Linked DNA regions of Mus musculus: region 1 is linked to region 2. A link is a contact called in public promoter capture Hi-C data. All regions are on one chromosome and are shown on one strand. The core of a region is the stretch at or near the end of the contact, and the rest is flanking DNA. Distances in the headings are between cores, read along the strand shown.

Evidence for each region. Promoter capture Hi-C pulls out the DNA fragments that hold promoters and counts their contacts.
Region 1: a promoter capture Hi-C map of liver shows a contact between it and region 2, with 2.4 times the contacts expected there. The contact joins the promoter of Unc5b here to the promoter of Sar1a in region 2. A contact is called at or near these places in 3 of 39 promoter capture datasets (liver and pre-B cells) and 1 of 115 datasets of contacts at active chromatin or transcription factors (embryonic stem cells).

The regions. Positions count from the first base shown.
Region 1 is chr10:60,830,265-60,833,149 of GRCm38.p6, forward strand. Unc5b (unc-5 netrin receptor B) reads right to left here and starts at 1,317. Exons shown (of 17, transcript NM_029770.3): 1 at 823-1,317. The coding sequence starts at 901.
Region 2 is chr10:61,678,841-61,681,540 of GRCm38.p6, forward strand. Sar1a (secretion associated Ras related GTPase 1A) reads left to right here and starts at 1,445. Exons shown (of 7, transcript NM_009120.3): 1 at 1,445-1,573. 1700022H01Rik (RIKEN cDNA 1700022H01 gene) reads right to left here and starts at 1,450. Exons shown (of 2, transcript NR_126477.1): 1 at 1,299-1,450.

The DNA.
Region 1 (2,885 bases), core at 67-2,566, 850 kb before region 2:
CAAGGAAGACGCAGCCCACTTTGCAACGCCCAGCCGAGCTACTACAGAGCCAGCAAGACACTTCCATCTTCGCGATGAGAGGAGAATCGGGGACTTTATAAACTTAGGAGTCCACCAAACCCTCTTAAGAGCATCTTTACTGGGTCCAGGTGCAGTGCAGAGGCGAGCTCACCTGGACACTGAGAATACCAATAACCTATTGAAAATAGGCAAAGTCGAAAGGAGATACATTACGCCCCTCCACTCTCTGCCAACACTCACCCCCAAACAATCCACCAACCACGAAACCTTTTCATACCCGCCCGCGCCGCACCTCCGGAGATCACGGTGTACAGGAGTCGGCCCCTCCCCCTTCAGTAGCTTAAAGCCTTCGGGCCTCGGCTCCCCAAAGGCCGAGAAGAAGCGCTTCCAGGGTTCCGCAGTATCCTGCTCTCTGTCCGCGACCCTCAGAATGCTGCGCGTGCAGCCCGCGGGAGCCTGTACTCAGACCTAAGTTGCAGGCGAACCGCAGAGAACACACACCTGGCCCTGGCAGTGACAGTTTTTCCGTGATAGTCAGGGGTCACTTGGAAGTGAATCAGACCCCATTCCACGGGAAGCAACTATCCCTTGGAGGCAGGAGCAGGGAGCTTCGAGCTTACGTGGCACCCCAGGTGGCCACGCGTCGCCCCCTCTCCCGAGCACCGAAGCTGCCTTTTAACTTGGACGCGTCCACGGCGTTCTCGGAGCGCAGTGACTCCGCCAAGAACCACCCGAACTTGCAGTTGGACGCTGAGACGCGCCAGGACCGCATCCCTGTGTTCCACTCCCTCTCGCACCTACCTGCTAGGCTCGGTGTCGGATCCCAGCAAAGCAGCAGCGCCAGCAGCAGCGCGCTCCGCACCCCGCTCCGGGCCCTCATGCTCCTGTCCCCCGGCCCGGGCGCCTCTCCCTCGGGGTTCTTTCCCGGTCCCCAGCCTCGCCGCCTTCGCCTTCGCCGCCGCCTCGCCGTTCTCGCAGGCGCCCGGCAGCGCCAGCCCGTGCCCTCCGTAGGCGCAGAGGCAACCGCGCAGCGCCGGGAGGCCGCCCGGCGACTAGGAGCGCTCCGGGAGTCGGACGCCGCTGGGGATCCCGGCTCTGGTGCGCCCTTTCCGCGCTCTCCCGCTGCGAGCGCCGTCCGCGCCCTGCTCCGAAGTTGTGCGATCCCAGTGGAGTGCGCTCAGCGGCGCTCGTAGCGGCCGCGCCGCGAAGTCTGTCCGAGTGGGGTGTGTGCTTCCCTCTGCGCCCTGCCGCTCCCCGCGGCTCCGCGCCCTCGCCCGCCCTGCCGCCGGCCACAATGCCCAGCGCCGCCGCGCGCTCGCCCTAGAGTCAGCGGGCCGGGGCGGGGCCTCACGCGATAGAAGGCGGGGCCTGGAGGACGGGGGCGGAGCCACGGGGCCCAGCGAGGGGGGGTACCCTACCGCTGTGTAGGCGCGGCCGAGTTGGGGCCTTATCAGAGGGGATCCTTGAAGAACGCAGGATCCAAAGCACCGGAAAACCGGTCCGCTGAAAGCGGCGGAGTCTACCGGATTTTCTTTCCAAAAATAAAGGAAATAAACATTCGTACACTTCTTAGCTTGGGTGTGAATCAGCTTTCGCTTTTGATTCGGTCTCAAAAGGGGATGGGGGTGTTTAAGAAAAAATGTCAAACACTCAAGTCCTGGTGGAGCGGGGGATGTAGTTGGGGAGTTCCAGCTGTGGATATTTGGGCATGAGTTAGGATCGTGATTGGTTCTGTTTTTCTCCTCGACCCAGGACAGAACTCTTTACGTGGGATCCGGAAGGATGGCTCATCCTAGGATATGGTGAACCAGTCCAATTGAATAAAAGGACGTGTGTGGGGAGGGAACCTGCTGCTGTGTTTTGCTCCGAGCACAAACTTGGTTCTGGTTCTGCTCCTTAAGCGCGTGACCTTGAAGGAGCTGCTTAGCTGTCTCCATCACTGTCACCTGTGAAATGGGGAAGAATGATGTTAGCTGTCTCATAAGGGGTTGAGGAGCAGAATGTGGGAAATAGGTAGAAAGTGGGGGCACAAATGGTGGCATCCCTTCCCAAGGTTCTTGAAGGAAGTCCTTGTCACCCAGAGGTGGGCCCATAAGCTTACGTGACCAGAGGAGACTTGGGAGATGTCTGTGCATCCGCTCACAGGAAGCTCACAGCACTTCCATGTGGGAGCCCACTAACGGGCTAATTCCATAATGCTATAAAGAAGCAGCCCCTACCCCTTATCTGCTGACCTCCTAAGCTTTTCCTCTTTGCAGATCTGGATCAGCCCTCTTCTTCAGGAAGAGAGCAGCCTAGCCAGGTTCTGAAGTCGGGTAGGAGGGTAGAAGGGTGGGAGGGTGGGAGGTATCCAAAAGAACCTAGTATTCCCAAGTTTTTCCTAGATTGGAGAAGAAAGGTTTGGGAGCCATAGTTGCTGACTAAGAGGTTGGTGGTGTGAGGGCAGAGAAGCAAGAAGATCCATGCTAGCTGTGTTTGGGGGAGAGGGAGGCAATGAAAGCGGGATTTCTCGACACCCCCTCTATCCCAACTCCACAAAATGAAGACTGGAGATCTATAGAAGGCTGTGGCTATAGGTGACGCCCCACATCATGGCTGGCCACCCAGGCCCAGTAGGGTGAATCCGGGTGGAGTGAACGCCCAAGGCAGGACTTTGGTTTCTGTGGGCAAAGGTAAACGGGCTATTTTTATCCTGGCCTGGAACAGCATGAGCAACAGCAGTGGCTGAGCACACCCAGCCTGTTCCACCCATTCCAGACCGCAAGCACGCAGCGATACACGCCCCTCGGACAGTTACACATACCTGCAAAGGAACACACAAGTAAATACACAACAGAGACGCACAGGTGCAAGATGACCTTTCC
Region 2 (2,700 bases), core at 195-2,694:
AATCTTGGTTGTCAAGTTGATCACATCTGGAATTAACTAAGATGAAAGCAGCTGGTCACACCTGTGAGGGATTTTTCTTGATCGGATCATATGAAGTGGGAAGACCCACCCTAAATCTGGGCCACACTCTCGAGTGGCAGCCCACATAAAAGGACATGGAAGGAGGAGGCGTTTGCTTTTTTGCCTGCTTGCCCTCACTCTCCCTGGCAAGTTCATCTGTTCTGTTGTTGAGGCATCCCTCCATTGATATTAGGACCTACTTCTTTGGGATTCCAACTTCGACTGAAGACTACTGGCTATGTAGTAGTTCCCTAGATTCTCAGCATCAGATTGGGACTGCTGAGCCTATCAGTCTGGTATGGTCTGAACCATTACCCAACTCTTGGCCTTCCCATTGGGAAACAACCAATTGTTGGACTACTCAGACCACAGCCTGTAAGCCACTCTAATAAATCCTCTTAACGATATATTGGGGTTAGAGAGATGGCTGAGCAGTGAAGAGCACTGGATGGTCTTCCAGAGGACTTGGGTTCAATTCCCAGCAGAGATATGCTCACTAGAATCTCACCATGGTCTATAACTCCCGTTCCAGGAGATCTGACACCCTTTTGGTCTCTGCAGGCAACAAACATGTACATAGTACAGACATTCATGCAAACAAAACACTTGTAAATATTTTTTAAGTTGCACATGTATAATTATTCTATCTCTGTTCCTTATTTATTCGTTTGTTTAAGACAGGGTATCGCCGTGTAACTCTGGCTGGCCTGGAACTCAGAGATCCATAGACATTAGCTTCCCAAGGGCTGGCATTAAAGGCGTGCATCACAATGCGGGGCCAGTTGTGGTTCCTCTGAGAGCCCTGGCTAAAACAGTAGGCAAACCTACCTTGACCTGATGGATGAGCTATTTTGCAAGCCCCAGTTAACTGATTTGTTCAGTGGAGCTATTAATACGTACTGAGGGTTAAACCAGATGAAGGATCCCAAGCAGTCAGGGTACTGCCCAAAACTGCTCATTAAACTCTTGTTGCTTTTATTTAGAAAGCTGAAAAATAGAAACGCTATCCCAAGGCGGGGAAAACAACTTAAAACGATGACTAGGTGACATCCACCTAGGTTGAGGTCTCCAAAGTCAATTCTACTGTCCTAGACTCTACTGATATCTGGCAGCCTCCGCTTCTGATGTCCGGCGCGCGTCTGAAAACATACTGGGATCGGAAGCCCCAGGCTGCTTAAGTAGCTGCTTAAGTTGGGGACAGAAGCCCAGGCCGCCTGACAGACGCTGCCACGTCTTACCCCGCTTGAGAGCCTCCACAGAGCGGGCGGAGCCTCACCCCGAGCGTACGTCACTCCTTAGGCCCGCCTCTCCGCGGCCAGAGTGGCTGTTAGGGCGGTACCCACAGCCCGGACGGCGTGACGCGTCGAGGGGGCGGGGCACGTGCGTGCCCGGAAGTCTCAGGGAGGGGCGTGACGTACATCCGGCGCGTAGCTGGCGGACCCGGGGACTGCTGGTCTGTGTGCTCTGAGGGAGGGTCGCGCCGCCAGCCACCGCCGGAGGAGCCCCTCGGGCCGTGAGTCGGGGCCCCAGCGGAGGAGGTGGCGGTGGGGCAGCGGGCCCGGGACGGGCCACAGCGAAGGCCGGGGCGCGGGGCCGCCGCGGAGGGGCTGGGTGGGGGTGCAGTGACACGCAGGCGGTTCCGCGGGCCGGCTCTGGGCGGGGACGGGCTGCGGGGTGGCGTGGCGGCGGTCGGGGTTTTTTTTGGGGGAGGAGACGGCTTCGTGGCCTCCATAGCGGAGGAGTCTGGTTCCTCGGTGAGGATAGCTGGAGCCCTGGCACTCATCCTTGCGTTCTGCAGATCGTGGCCCTCGAGTAGCGAGTGGGCGCTCGAGCCCCACGTTCAGCCTCTGGGTATCCGATGCCCTGTCTGGAACCCATGGTCTCTCCCTCCACCAACACCCCACTCCCATCCACCCTTTTTATTTTTCCTGTGCATGGAAAAATTCCCTCTTGGGCGATTATCGTAGATGAATGTTTTCTTCGTCATTTTTACCCAGGTGAGAATGGTACCGACCAATGGTACCATTGGTAGTCGTACCCTTTCTCAGTATCCTCCCTCACTGGGTGTTTCTTCAGTACCTGGGCACTGTCCGCTCAGGTTGAGAAGGGAGGGTTAGGGGGGAATTGTCAGGAAGCTGATCTTTGACATTCACCTTGCAGCTACGTAGACTTTCTTAGTTAATAGCCAGCTGCCTTCTATCCCAGATTCACCCGGAGTGAATATGTTTGAGAGTACGTTTTTTATTGCTTGATGGTCTTTCTGGCACTTGTTTGTTCCCATCTTGATATTTGCACGGTTTTTACTTAAGGTTCATGAATTGTGTTGTTGGTTTTAATATTCTTAACATTCCATAGATGATAGAGTAGACGAAGAATAGAAAATAGTGTGTTCTTAAGATTATCGTCTGTGTAGGTGGTAGGTTAAGGAAGAAAGTTACCTTTTACCCTTTTGGAAGTCTTATGATTGGAATTTAATATTAGCAGGAAAAGGGCTTTGGTTTTAGGTGAGAGGCTTTTCTTCTTAAATACCTTATTTTTATTTGATGTGAATTGTTGTTTTACCTCCATGTGTGCCTGTGTGAGATCCCCTAGAGATGAAGTTACAGTTCTGAGCCGCATGTGGGTGCTGGGGCTTGAACC